Linked DNA regions of Manis pentadactyla: region 2 is linked to region 1. Evidence: chromatin contacts called from public Hi-C data. All regions are on one chromosome and are shown on one strand. Each heading gives the region's core, a stretch centred on a gene start, on an enhancer-like site or on the middle of the called end of the contact. The rest is flanking DNA. Distances are from core to core; before and after follow the strand shown. Region 1 holds the start of AIMP2 (aminoacyl tRNA synthetase complex interacting multifunctional protein 2). Region 2 holds the start of LOC118918356 (small integral membrane protein 10-like protein 2A).

Region 1 (7,519 bases), core at 2,545-5,044:
GAGAGGGCCAGGCACAGCACGGTCAATTAGAGATCCCCAGGTGCTGGACATTACATGCTCCTTTTCGCACTTCCCTTCTCTCAGAAAGCTCCTAAAAAGATGATGATCTTTCTGAGATATTAGAGAGAGTTTAAATGGTTGAAGAGTCACCATAAAATCTAAGGTTTGGCACCTAATAGATAGTGAGGCAGAGTCCTACAAAAGCTTTGCTTTGATAAGAGCTTTGATGTTTATTTTGTTGTTAAACTGCAAAACACTAAAAGGTCTTGACATGTATATTCACAAATAAAGAATATTTCCCACTGCTGTTACTACTGTTCTAAAAACACTTTTAAAAAGGATTCAAAAGATACTACAGTTCAAATATTATAGGTAATTATTCATAAAAATTTAGAATCTATTGTGTCATTACAGGAGCCCTGCAATTAAGTATTTTCCTAAACATTGAAGTAAATTAAAATCAATAGCATCTATAACGCATTATCTATGTGCAATTTTAAAACTGAGAAATCACCTGCTTTATTAAGGGTAACAATTTGCTTCATTTCATTCATTGCTTACATTTCAGAAGTACTACCACTTATGTCGGTAGTGAGCTAAAACAGAACGCAGAAGTTAAAAGCAGAGACATGCAGATAGAACAGTGTAAACAACAATCGTTCTAATTATACTTTTTAATTTTCAGAGAGTTTATAAGGAGTACAGTTAGCAGAAAAAAATATTGCATTACCTCAGTGCACAAAGCGAGCTCAGAGCTTCCCCCCGAAAGCCAAAAGTTTCAACCTGAGTTAGGTCAGCAAAGTCTTGAATCTTAGAAGTGTGGTGTTTCAGGGCTGAAAGAGAGGTGTAAAGCAAGGCCCAAGATATCTCAACTGACATAGCAATGAATATACACAGTAACGACCAAGTAACTGGTCTTAAAAAGCTGCTTTTGTGCTTCCTAAGATGGTTACTCAAAATTCTGCCCAAATATTTTTTAAAAGGATTAGAAAAATGCAACTTACTTAAGCCTTCAAAGTTTGCTTCTTCCACCCCACTTCCATTGTCTGAAACTTCAATGAGATCCACCCCATAGTCTTTAAGCCTTATATCTAGAAAGTTTAAAATGTTTATTACTCAAAGACTTGATCCATGGAAAAGCCTTTATATTGACAATGCCTAAAATTCATAATGCAAATTTTAACCATAACTATATTTACTTACATGTACTACTGTCATTTTGTACATTTTCTTTTTAAAGTCCTTCTTGGCTATTTACTAGCTCAGATAAAATAGGATCTCTCTTTGAAAAGGATCATTTTAACACAGTCATTAAAGAGAACAAATTCTGGAATCAGACTTTTTGGAATTACACTTTACTAGCTTTATAACCTCAAAGAAAAGTAGAGACTGTGTCTTAGCTTCCTCATTTGTAAAATGGAGGTCGTAATAATAATTCCTATCTCATTAAGTTATCTGCAGATCAAATAAGGTATTCCACCTACTGTTAGTAGCACAATGCCTCCCTGGCACACAGTAAGAACACAATAAAAGTTAATAACTGCTATTATTATTATTATTACCACTGAGCTAAATACTAGGCACATAACAGGTCTAGATTTAAGTTTAAAAAAAATCATTTCTCAGAATACCAACACTTGATTGTCTTGATACAGTAACAAATATTTCCTGAAATAAAGTAACATAAACTAATTATTTTCTGTGGCTTAAAACTCTCCCAAACTTACCAATATTAGTGGCACCAGCATCCACACTGTTTTCTACCAACTCCTTTACAGCAGTGCTTAAACTCAGTACCACTTGCCCAGAACAAATCTGATGGACTGACCTCCGATCAATAGGTTTGATGGCCTTGGCAAGTTCCGTGCTAAAAAAAGCAACAAGGAATAAAGCAAGAAGGCATTCATGAATTTCTATCCTGGTTTTAACTGTGGCAAATGGTTCACCTCTGTTAATAGATATTGTGTCTAATAAGTGAGTTCACTTATTATATCAACATATCCATGTATTATATTCATAAATATAAATGCTATTCTACAATGCTTAACCATCGTTCAAAAAATCTTCTGAATGGAGATTTTGAATATAATATTTAAAAATCTAATTATACTTGGATTTACATGCAGGAGACCCATGTACCTCTCAAGCTGCGCATCAATAATCTTTTGCACCAGTGGGATCTTCCTTGAAAAGTGAAAGCTAACATTTCTCACACGATTTGAAAACCAAGAATTCTGGTGGGAAATACACAGTGTTTATGTCAAATTCAAAACCATCTAAGAAACTGGGTACCAGTTATATACCTAATACCTGCATTTGCCTTTGAATACCCACTCCAAACTCAGGCTGCCGACTGCTGCCTTAACAAAGGCCCTCAAAGCTCTTACTGTACCTGCTTTAAGAGTTTTCCAACCCATTTTCTCCACCTTCTCCCAACTCCAATCCACCCACTATGCTATCCTCATTCACTTTAGAAATCACAAATCTGGCCAAGTAATTTTTCTTGAAAACTTACTAGTATCCCACTTTGTTATATGATGTTTAAAATCTAGTCATAACTGCACCCCAACCTACCTTATTTTCTCATTCTCTCCAGCCCTCCCTCTGCCAATTCCCCTACATTCTGGTCACTGCCAACAACAGTTTCCGGAACACCACAAGCTCTTGCAGACACTGTACCTTATCTATACAGGTCTCTGTATAGACCTATCCCCTCTTCCTCCCCTACCTGGCAAACTCCTGCTCGTCACAAGAATGTATTCCATATGTTCACTAATTCAGCAATTTCTAGTAAACGGCTTAATTGACATCTTGGGTATAACAGAACCCAGGAGCTTCCCTGGGAGAGAAATCTTCGGGCACCTAACAGACGGTAGACCCTCAATAAACCACAGCACCTAACAGACGGTAGACCCTCCATAAACCCTCGTAAGATAAAGGAACAAACATCTTTACTCTTCATTCTACCTTGCAAAGAATTGCACTCAAGTTTTCTTAAATGTGAAAACTGCGGATGACACCCCATAAAATGTAAGTATCTCCAGGAATTATTTATTTGGCAACAGACCATAGGCTACAAGTCCATTTCTGGTATTTATTTAGAGGAATGGAGATAAAACATTTAAACCCAGATCGCGAATTTGGGTTAAGGAATCTGACGTCGAATACAACAGCGCCAGCCAAAGATTCGCGACCCCGAACTCGGGGTCATCACCATCTCCAGGAGACAGAGGACTGCATTTGTAAGATCGGTCGGCTACGCAAATTAGCATGCACCTTGCAGCCTCCCCAAAAATAATCTCAACTTTAAAAAAGAGAGAAACCAGGCAAAGAGGAAATGAATTCGTTCAGCCTGCGGAAGTGAGGCGTCAGCCGAAGCCCCAGCCGATTCGACCCCGCAGTGCCCCTAAGGAACTGGCGGCGGGGCGGAGCCCCTACCCGGGCCTCGGTCCGTGGGCTTGCTCACGCCACTTTCCCTTCTGCCGCAGGGATGCAGCACGTCGCGAGCCTAGAGGGTGACGACGAGAGGATACTGCGAGCACAGCTTACCTCGGCCCCGCGGCTCGCTCCATGGATCCAGAACCGGACCCGCCTCCGGGACTCGCGACAGACGCCTCCGCCACCGCCCCCACGGGGCCCCGCCTCCTGGCCGCCCCCTGGCCGCTCCGGATGCTGTGCCCGGCCCCTTCCGGGTGGGGAAGGGCGAACGTTTCCCATCTACTTCTCGCTGATTGGTTGTATGCAAGGTCGCGGCCATAACGTCACGAGAGCCTGGACCAATTAGAGCACAGGGACTGCGCTCTCCCGAACGCCAGCAGCCGGGTCGGAAAGGAAGTGGCCGCAGTGTGTCGTGGTGCAGGACGGTTTTTGAGCGTTCGTTCATTCACTCGCTACCTTCGCTCCTTTGGGTCCCACGATGCCGATGTATCAGGTAAAGCCGTATCACGGGGGCGGTACATCGCTCCGTGTAGAGCTTCCCACCTGCATGTACCGGCTCCCCAACGTGCACGGCAGGACCGGCAGCCCTGCGCCGAACGCGGGCCACGTGCAGGTAGGAACACGCGGCCCCTGCCCCACCCGCGGCTGTCCGATCAGTGCGCATGCGCGAAGACCCGAAGCTCTCCCAGTGCGCAGGCGCCATTGCCGGCTAGTGGGACTGCGTGGACTGACGTCCGGGTATCTGCAGGGTGACCCGAGCTGTCAGACGAGCGCCCCATGCGCCCGCTAGTTCCGACTGACTGTATTAAGTTTGCTTGTTACGAAGTTTTACCCACAGGAAAGTGGAAAGCACGTAAATACTCGTTTGTGGAATTTATGGCGAGCTCACTATCACCACCCCCCAGGTTGACAGGTGGTCGGCGCGCACCCGTTGCGTGTCACCGGAGGCCCCAACCTGAGTGGTTGCCGCGCCCAGCTCCGGATGCGAGCTGAGGCCGAGCTGAGTCGGATCCACCAGGTCGGGTCGGGCCGTGTCGAGTGCGCCCGGCCTGTCGCGTCTCCACACCGCAATCAAGAACCTCTCTGCTCGGAATCGAGCCTGCGGCCGGAGCGCTGCGCGGGTTACCTGCTGAGCTCAAACGCGTCCGTCGCTTTCCCATTTGATGCTGTTAGGAAAACTGCAGGGAACAGGCTTGTATCCCAGTAGCCCTAGGGTGTACCTGAGCCCAGGGGGCTGGTCTGGCTTCCGCTGTGCACAATGCTCTCCAGCGCGGTCATACCGGCCTCTGCTCTCAGCACGTTCTGGTGCTAACACCTGCCTGAATCAAATAGGTGTGTACTGGTATCCTGATGTAGCTTTAGTTCAGATTTTCCAGACGTCTAAATCAGTTGAGCGCACTTTTATGTTTATGGGCCATTTTGATAGCCTCTTGGAAAGTATCTGCTCAAGCCTTTCCACTTGATGAAAATAGGCATCTTAGGTTTCCCGCGGGAGACACCTCTGTACATTCTGACTGAAGATGAGTGCACAGGTTACTTTTGGGGTTCGTTTTCCTACTGGGTGTTATCCTTCACTGTCTTGATAGCTTTCTCCTGATTGGAAGGGAGGTGGTTAGATTAGTTTTGAACCAAATGATGTAGTTGTTGTCCCACTACAGAGCTCAGACAGTAGCAGGTGTGGTTCAGTGCCCCTCCACTGGACAGTCCCCGTGGAACCTTTAAAGAAAACCCAGAGTGGAGAATGTCACATCTCATCTGAGACCAAGTCCTTTTTTTTCCAGTCTGCTGCTTAACTTCCTTTAGCTTTTGACTGTGAACTAATGTGGAAGACACCAAGCCCCACTTTTCTAACAGATGATAACAATGTGGATCGACAGATAATTAGAAATCAATCATATCCAGGGTAAATGAGAGCAACAGAAAGAATAAACTGCATTTAAATACACATAAAACAACTGGTCAAACACACTATGCCAAGTCACAGTCTAGTCTGACAATAGGCCAGCACTAAAAGTGGAGTAGACTGAGAGGGGTGAGATCCAGTTGTGCAGAGGCTCCTAATCACTGGCCGCGTTAACACCCACAGGGCCCATTGCAGATACTCTGCTGTGGGTGTTACCTCGGAGTTTAAGTCCAGTAAGTACTTCTTTGCCCTGGTTCATCAACGACCCTACTGACATTTGTAGAAATGAGCAAGATTGTGCACAAACAATGCACAAAATACAGGCCGGTTGAAAGAGGTTGGAAATACTACTCAGAAGGACTATCATTGATTAACATGAGGTTGTCATCCAGATGGTAGCCCTCCCTACCTGTCACACATCTTGCATGCAGACTTACTTCCCCATCAGCACCTAGTTACTTAATTGCATTACTCAACTCTTTACTCTTTTTTCTCCACCCAGAAGTCTTATGTTTCTTTGCTGTTTGTTTTTAATAAGTGAGTACAGAGGAGGAGAGGGGAGAAAGTGGTATAAGCTCTGGGGGAAATAGGAGGTAACCAGATGAGAGAAGAGGGAACAGAATGAAGAAAAGCCCTGTGGTGGGTGGGGACATGATGGGTTTTAGGAACCCAAAGGCAGCATGGTTTGAACAGAGACAAGGGGGAGAAATATGTAAGAGGAGGTAGCCAGAGGACAAGTCATCTGAGCCATTTCTCAGGCCAGGTTAAGGGCTTTGCTTTTTAGCCTAAGCAGTTACCATGGGGGAAGAGGTGAGGGATCTACATTTGTTTTCATCTCTCTGGCTGCTTTCTTAGGGGTGGGTTGGAGGGATGGACTAGGATGGATGCTGGAAGTTAGGTGAAAAGTGGTATCCTGGATTTGGGCTGTGGAGACTCACTTAGAAACCAGTGGATTCCAGAAAATTGATAGCATCTGCTGACGAGTTGGATGTGTAAGAGGGCTATTAGGAGTGACTACGGGATGAAAAAGGTTCCTAAGAACATCAAACTTAGCAGCACACAAGTGTGAGCAAGTCCTCCTGCACTTACATGGTATTGTGAGCACATATTTAACAGTAATCTCAAGTCATTGCCATATTGATTATTCTATTTAGTAAAGAGCATTTTCCCCATACTTAACATACTTTTTGTTTCTCAACTCAAAATGGATTATCTGTTATGAGAGCTTGTGAATTTGGAAGTAGGTTGTACAATGTAAGGTTTCTTATTGTTTTAAAGGAAGTGTGTAGAGATGTGAGATTTATTCCTCAGCAAATATAGGTTACTTACTTTGTACCAGTCACTGTACCAGGCAAGAAAGATACAAAGATTCAGTGAATGAAGGATGTAAGTGTTCACATTTATGAAGTTACACATTATAGCAGTGACGACGTTCTAGATAATTCTTAAGATATGACTGTCTTGCCAATGGGTTTCAGCCCCAGGCAAGTTCGCTATGGATTCAGTGTGACCAAAGAAATGACAGTAAAATGTTCTTGCGGTAAAGTTGGTTACACCCAACTTTATTTCCACAGTGGCAGGTCAATCACTAAAATTCCATTCACTCAGAGTGAGTGTACATGCAGCTAGCCAGTCTCCACCTCTGGGCCTTACTGCCTGCACAGCTGTCCCGCACAGCCATCCTCTGGGCCTCTGTCCTCGGTGCTGCCACCAGCCTCTGCTCTGCTCTCCTGCAGCCTTGCAGCCATGCCACCATGTCTCCCATACCACTGGGTGGAGCTCTTTATATAGAGTCAGTAGCAACGTATTGCCCACAAATGTGTAGTGAGCTAGTCAACCAGGGCCAAGTGAGAATCCTGGCCATAGGAACTTTCATTTTATCCACACTCCACCCTCCCAGGATTCTCTCCTCTCAATCAGTGTGCCCTCAGTCCTCTGCAATGTTCCCTGTGCAAGGAAGCAGGAACATTGTAATCAAACTCCACAACAACATAATACAGTATACAAATAACAAAAATTACAACAAATTATAATAACCCTCAAGCCTAAGGAGATCCATTGCCACTAAGTAGTCGTCCTGGCTGTATTATTTGGACCAGTTCTACTCAAATGAGTTAACCAAAAGAACCATGGGTGGGCCTTACAATACCCTCTTTCTTCAACCTATCCAGCAAAAAG
Region 2 (7,519 bases), core at 3,117-5,616, 320 kb after region 1:
ATGAGGGGTCCTGGAACAGAAAAAGGTCATTAGTGGGAAAAATGGGTCAACTCCAAACATTACTGACGTTCACTTCTTAGCTTTGATAACTATACTAAGGTTATGTAAGATGTCACATCCCTTCTTCAACATCAGTGGAAGCTTGGTGAAGGGTCTACAAGGAGCTCATTCTCTGCACTATTTTTGCAACTCTTCTCTAAGTCAAATTATTTCCAAGTAAAAACAAAACAAAAAAAGTGATCCACAGGCTGGGACTTATTTAAAAATACTCCAGTAGGAATTTACCCTAAGAATGCAGCAGCCCAGTTTGAAAACGACAGATGCACCCTTATGTTCATCGCAGCACTATTTACAATAGCCAAGAAATGGAAGCAACCTAAGTGTCCATCAGTAGATGAATGGATAAAGAAGATGTGGTACAGATACACAATGGAATATTATTCAGCCGTAAGAAAACAAATCCTACCATTTGCAACAACATGGATGGAGCTAAAGGGTATTATGCTCAGTGAAATAAGCCAGGCGGAGAAAGACAAGTACCAAATGATTTCACTCATATGTGGAGTATAAGAACAAAGAAAAAACTGAAGGAGCAAAACAGCAGCAGACTCACAGAACCCAAGAATGGACTAACAGTTACCAAAGGGAAAGGGACTGGGGAGGATGGGTGGAAAGGGAGGGCTTGGTGGGGGGGGGAAAGGGGGCATTACAATTAGCATGTATAATGTGTGTGGGGGCACGGGGAGGGCTGTGCAACACAGAGAAGACAAGTAGTGTCTCTACAGCATCTTACTACGCTGATGGACAGTGACTGTAATGGGGTTTGTGTGGGGGACTTGGTGAAGGGGGGAGCCTAGTAAACATAATGTTCCTCATGTAATTGTAGATTAATGATACCAAAAAAAAAAAAAATACTCCAGTGTGGGATAGGGAGATGGAGACAGGGCAGAGTTGGGGGAAATTATAAAACAAGATTCACAGTTGATCTTTACTGAAAATGGCTGATGACTCAACCATGGGGTCCATGACACTATTTTTGTATGTATTTGAATATTCCCATAATAAAGCTTTTTAAAAATTTTGCCTTAAAAAAGTAAATCAGATTAGGTCATATTTCAGTGAAATGTCCCTATTTCACGCAGAGTACAAGCCAAAGTCTTTACAAAGGTACAAGCCATCATCCCGGGTTCCCTTGCCCCAGTTTGTTACTATGATCAATTAAGAATTAAGACTAAGCACTTAGAAACTACCATGTAACTTAACATTGCTACAACATTCAAGAGCATAATCACTTTTCTAATAATTACTTTTTTCAAATTGCTGTAAAATATACATAGAACTTATCATGTAAACCATTTTTAAGTGGACAGTTAGGAGCATTAAGCACATATTGCTGTGCAACCATCCATCTCCAGAACACTTCCATCTTCCCAAATTGATACTCTGTCCACATTAAACAACTCCCCAGTCCTCCCTTCCACCAACCCCTGGCAACCACCATTTGACTTCCTCTAAATATTTTATAGGTAACTCATGTAAGTCTTCTTCTGTGTCTGACTTATTTCACTTAGCATAATGTCCTTAAGGTTCAATCCAAGTGACATTAGGTATTAGAACTTTATTCCTTTTGTATCTATTTCCTCATTTAATCATCTTTCATATTAAAAGGGACAGTAAGCTGTTGCCTCACACAGATTCTATTTCTTCTCTTTACCAGAGGCCAGAATAATTAAGTCCTCAAAGCAGGTAAGTTGGTGATTTTCCACAAACGAACAGAAACTCCAGCCTGCAGAGGTGTTTAAAGGCAATGTAAGTAATCATAATAAAGATGAGACACCCTTACTCCCACCCTCCTCCCCAGCACAGCTCCTTTCAGGAGAAAGGGCTACTCCTGCACTTGATCAAACCCAAGATCAGATCTAAAATCCTCACTCAGTTCTTAGGACAGCCCTCCCCCTCCCCCAAGGCACCTAGTGACCACTTGTCTGTGCTCTTTCACCCTCCCCACCCCCCCACCCCCCCCACCCCCCCACCCCGCTTACCCCTGAAAGAAAATAGCCTGCACTCTACTAGCAACTCCCAGGATTCTCTAAAGCTGTGCTGCCCCTGGACCATTACTGACACCAAGTCCACCAAGCCATCCATTATGGGCATTTGGAACTGATGCATCTAGCTCTCCTGACAGCCCATACCACACTTATTACAGGGCCAATTTTCCTCCTCCAAATGCATTTACACTCAATCATTACTGTGCAGATTTCTTGCTATGAAATTTGTAGCTGAATAACCTTTCCAAAGATTATATGGTATATAATCCAGGTGAGTGACTATGGTAGCTTAGACTGTGGGGTGGTCATAAATTGGTAAATGGACATATAAGAAAGGTGATTTTTTTTAATGGTACAAAACGTGGATTTTCAGCAACCTTATGTACTAGGTTTTCCCTTAGTTGTGATTTTATGAATGACAGTAGTGTTTTAATGTAACTCTAAAGAGATTCCAAAATTGGAGTTAAGGGTCAAACATAGCCTACAGACACTTTTTTGGGGGCACAAAGTTTTTCTTTTAAACTTGAGTTAATTTGATAACTAAAAATTAGCAGGATTTCCAACCAGAAATCACTAGATTTGGCAAATGACAGTTGGCTTAGTGGCAACTGCTATAGAACAGGCTTTCTGGTTTACCCCAATCCTCACACCCAGCACCCCTTATTCACTCATACTACCTGCTGAAAAGATTTGAGTTTTCTGCTCTTCTAGACCACTACCTTACGGATGCCACAAACTCTTGCTCACATTAAGGTATCTCAATTTGAACCCTGAAATAAGCAGGTTCATCTTCTCTCCCCTGAACACAATTTTGATCAACAGTTAAAGTTTTATGTGGCCTGCCATCACCAGTGACAGACACCCGAAACCTGAAGGTCCAGGCACAGGGACAGTTACATCCTGATACAACCAACCCAGAGGGAAAAGGAGGATGACACCCACGTGGTCTCAACGCTGTCTGGTCCTGCAGCTCAGACTTCTTCATTTTGCACAGCAGGGAACAACATTTAAAAAGTGTTACTGTCCTACTGTAAGCTCTCTCATCACAGGGCCGGAGCCCTGCACCCAGCAGGCCCTGGAAGATCAGTAAATGGAATCCAACAGGAGCCCGGCATGTGACTATCTATGACACACTTGTAGAGGAATAACTCAATCTGAGAACTTTTCATGCCTCTAGAAAAAGTCACCTGTAATTCAAGGGACGTAGAAATGTCAGTAACTTACAGCAAAGGTATTCTCCAGGATGCTGGACGTGTCTGTGTCTACTCTTCCGCACTTGAACTGTTGCGAACCTGAGGCCTTTTGCTTCTCTACTTCTGCCACCTCGCTTTCCCTCATCTCTGCCTCACCCCCCTTATCACTCCAGACAGGATAAAATATAGCTATCAAAACACTAATACGAATTAACCCATTTTAAGCTTCAGGGATTTTTTTTTTTTTAAAGCTTCGTAGCGTTTGGCAACTGTCAGCCAGCCACAAACCCATCCTCGCAAATCCAACAATTTGTGACTTTCTGGGCGAAATTTCCTCTTCAGGGCCTTTCCGGCCAGTGCCAGCATCCACCCGCCCCTCCGCACACCCCACGCCCCAGCTGCGGGCCCGTGGCCAGGGCAAGCAACTCCTCTGCGCCCCCATTTGCAGAAGGAGGAGAACAATAATCTCAGAGGGTTTTTCCCCCGTGGGGCTGCGGAGGGAGTGCACGGTGCCCGGCATACACTCAGCATCCAGCTTGGCCGCAACGGTGGGCATCTTCACTGTCCCGGGCGAGGCGGGCCCGGCGGCGGGGGGCCTCCGGCGCTCGGCGGAGGGTGGGAAGACGGGGCCGCACGGGCGCGGCTCACCCACCTGCAGACGGACGTTGAGCATCATGGAAGCCACGATGTAGAGGTAGGGGAAGTTGATGCGCAGCCGCCAGGCCAGGTCGAAGAAGATGAGGAGCGTGCGGGTCAGCCCCTTACAGAAGACCCCATAGGAGCGGGCGGCGGCCGAGCGCGAGAGGCGGACAGCCAGGCCCGAAAGAGCCGCCGCCATATAGACCGGCGCCCGCCGCCCGCCCGCCGCGCACCGACCGGCCGCAGACCCGGGCCTCCCGGCGCTCCGAAGCCCGCCCGCCCTCTCCACGCCTCGTCGCCCCGGGCCTCCGCTCGGGCTGCTGGCCCGCGCTCGGCGGGTAGAGGGAGCAAGGGAGGCGGCGGCAAGGCAAGCGGGCGGGCCGCGGGAGGGGAGGCGGCACTTCACACGGAGAGAAGCGACTCTAGAGAGCTGCCGCCCGTTCCCAGCCTGGCGGGGCGGCCTGACGTCACAAATCCAGCGCCGCGCCTGCGCGCTCCGACCCCGCCCCTGTCACCTTAGCAGGTGAGCCGCGCATGCGTAGTTGGGTTGGCCGGGAGAGGGCGGGTGACGCCTTGTCTCCGTCTGCCCTCTAGTGGAATGCAGGAAAATAAAAACAAAGGGAGGTGATGAAGAGTGAAGGGTCTCACAGTAAAGTGAATGTTCTTAATGCTGCTGAACTGTACACTTAAAAATTAAGAGAATAGTAAATTTTATGTTATATAGGTCTTACCATAATTATGTAAAACAAAGAGATTTCCTGGCATCAAAAAGACTATTCCTCCCACGTAGACTGCTTGTGGTCTCCAAGCAATCTTGTTCAGTATTAACTTATATAAATTTTAATCTTTTAATAATTGTGATATTAACTGAAGCCTCTGATGTAAAGAATAAAAGTATTTAAACTCCCAAAAATTAATAGTGTTTTAAGTTTTAGGGGGCGTTACTGACAGTTTTTACATTCCTACTTAAACGTGTAGGTTCCTAGTGAAGATTTACATGGTGTGAAGGTAAATATGTTACTTCTACTTTAAGGCGAAGTATTTTGTGTCACTACTTCTGCCCACCAATGAGAAAGTGTGAATATTTGGGTGGGAAAACAGTTTCACTCATAAAATGAAAAGCAAAAGCAAGTAGTGTGAAAATGGATTTAAGTGTGAAAATCCTTTGCCCCAAAATGAATGGCAATAATAATAATTTTTAAAAGTCATTTAAAAATTATCTACCATGAAATTAATTCTCATTCAAAATACTTTTAAGTATTAATTTTATTTCTCTATAATCCAAGAATCACAGAGAATGTTGGTGGTATTGTCAATTATGACTATTTAGTATTATCATTTTTCTTTAGTTATCAACTGTATAAAAAGAATTGTATTTTTTGACACTCAATGAATCTATATTTATTGTCCACTGTCTCAGGCCAAGGCCATTTTAAATAGGTATTTCAGAGTTTTTAGCTTTTGGCTAGTTTTATTATCATTAAAATAATATTTTTCAAAGTATTTGCAAAAAACTTTCCCTTATTTTTGCAAGCGTTTTGCCACATTTATCATTGATATTAAAAAATTCACTTCCCTTATTTTTGTAAGCTGTTTTTTCCTTCCAGTGTCCCCTGGGTGCTATGTTTGAGGACTGTGGAACACATGTGGCTCAGTTATCATTGTTTCTCAAGCTGTCCTCCACAAAAAGCAAAATGAACTCCTCTCTAAACAGTATTTAGAAAAGTAATTTAAAGATTTTAAAGGCGAGCATCCTGTGAAATAAGCCAGGCGGAGAAAGACAAGTACCAAATGATTTCACTCATCTGTGGAGTATAAGAACAAAGAAAAAACTGAAGGAACAAAACAGCAGCAGACTCACAGAACCCAAGAATAGACTGACAGTTACCAAAGGGAAAGGGACTGGAGACGGTGGGTGGGAAGGGAGGGATAAGGGGAATAAGGGACATTACGATTAGCACACATAATGTAGCGGGGGCACAGGGAAGGCAGTATAACACAGAGAAGACAAGTAATGACTCGATAGCATCTTACTATGCTGATGGACAGTGACTGTAATGGGGTATATGGGTATAGTGACTTGATAATGGGGGGAATCTAGTAACCACAATGCTACTCATGTGATTGTATATTAATGACACCAAAATAAAAAATAAAAAATTAAAATATATATAATATGAAAAAGATAAATAAAGGCAAGCATCTTCAGTGGAAAATTTGCTGAGAGATAACAAAGTCAGTCTGACAACATGTAAACAGATTTGCAGATCCGCTAAATTTATTCTTAGGCCTGTAAAGATTTTCCCTGGTGGAGACTTGGCAGTACTGTTTATTGGAATTATGTTGAAAGACCAGACGGGCTACCTCATGTGAGATATGAAATATCTTCTCCCTGGTTACTCATTTCTTTGTCTCTAAATGCGATTCAGGCAATGAGGCATTTTTTACAAGCCATTCAGTTGCCATAAACAGTGGCAACAAAATTACCACAAAACTAAACTGAGCAAGGTAGAAGCCTGTTGTAATTAGACACAATGAGAAGTCAAAGAGAACAGGAAGCAACTGTTAACAAGATTTGAGGTTTAATATGTATCAAGGTTAACCAGTTCGAAGCTACAGAACATCTGGGCAAATTAGTCTAGCTCTTAGACTTAACATTTAACACAGCCCTAATTTTCTGGCATCTCTGGGAAGACATTTTGCTAATTATAATTTGAGAGAGAGACGAAACTAATTATAAATCAGTGTGAAAAGTATTTTCATAGAGGTACAAAGGGTTATGAGAGAAGGGAGGAGAAAAGAGGCTGAGGAAAACAGGAAAATAATTTTAACAATTGATCAGTAACATCCAGGTGATTTGCCTACAGTCTTCCTGCCATCAGAGCAGAGTCTCAGATGAGGTTTATAGCAGTCTTTTCTTTTCAACTTAACCTGGTGAAAAAAGTACAAGCAAACCAGTTCCAGGTTCAGCAACTTCTCAGCCCTATGACCTGATTCTGTAAAATGAGAACACCCATCCTACAGGGCACTTGTGAGAAATAAATGAGCGCAGGTATGCACAGCACCCAGCATGTAGAGGGCACCCAGGAAGTGGTAGTTATTTTCATACTCAGAGCCCTTGGGTCCGGTCCTTTACAACACAAGTTCTGGGGTCCCATTAGTAATCATTACAGTGTACAATGTTTAACGATGGATCACAAGTGTTGGGAACAATGAGACAACTTATTTATGCTGTAGGAAGAAAGGATGGACACAAACCACCCAAAATGTTGGTCAGAAATAATTTTATTCCTTTGCTCATTCCCATGGAGAACTAGAGGGTTTGGGTGGATTCAATAAGGTCAGCTCAGTTGCTATTTTGAGAAACTGGCAAGTTTTCAGTTTCCCACAGAAGGGCTTTTTCCAGGCACCTGACACATCACTTCAACAGATCAAGGTCAACAAGGTCTTAATTGAAAAAAGTAAGGGGGACAAAAGTATGCATAGAATGTCACAGGTTAGCTAAGAAAAGGAGACTACATGCATATATGTATATACACACATATATATGTATGTATGTGTATATATATATACACATACATACATCTTTTTTGGTGGTGGGGGGAGTGTTCTGTGTTTACTCTTGAAATAAAAGAACAA

The links. A called contact is a pair of places that touch in the nucleus more often than the background predicts.
Region 2: a Hi-C map of skin fibroblasts shows a contact between it and region 1, with 5 times the contacts expected there. The contact joins the promoter of LOC118918356 here to the promoter of AIMP2 in region 1. A contact is called at or near these places in 2 of 3 Hi-C or Micro-C datasets (fibroblasts and skin fibroblasts).

Annotation. Positions count from the first base shown.
Region 1 is chr10:99,131,572-99,139,090 of mManPen7.hap1, forward strand. It overlaps AIMP2 (aminoacyl tRNA synthetase complex interacting multifunctional protein 2), which reads left to right and starts at 3,795. Exons shown (of 4, transcript XM_036897082.2): 1 at 3,795-4,051. The coding sequence starts at 3,917. PMS2 (PMS1 homolog 2, mismatch repair system component) reads right to left here and starts at 3,754. Exons shown (of 15, transcript XM_036897077.2): 1 at 3,550-3,754; 2 at 1,728-1,867; 3 at 1,005-1,091; 4 at 731-833. The coding sequence starts at 3,572.
Region 2 is chr10:99,447,258-99,454,776 of mManPen7.hap1, forward strand. LOC118918356 (small integral membrane protein 10-like protein 2A) reads right to left here and starts at 4,367. Exons shown (of 2, transcript XM_036897087.2): 1 at 3,894-4,367. The coding sequence starts at 4,079. LOC130679175 (a long non-coding RNA gene) reads left to right here. Exons shown (of 3, transcript XR_008992235.1): 2 at 1,718-1,809; 3 at 2,871-3,885.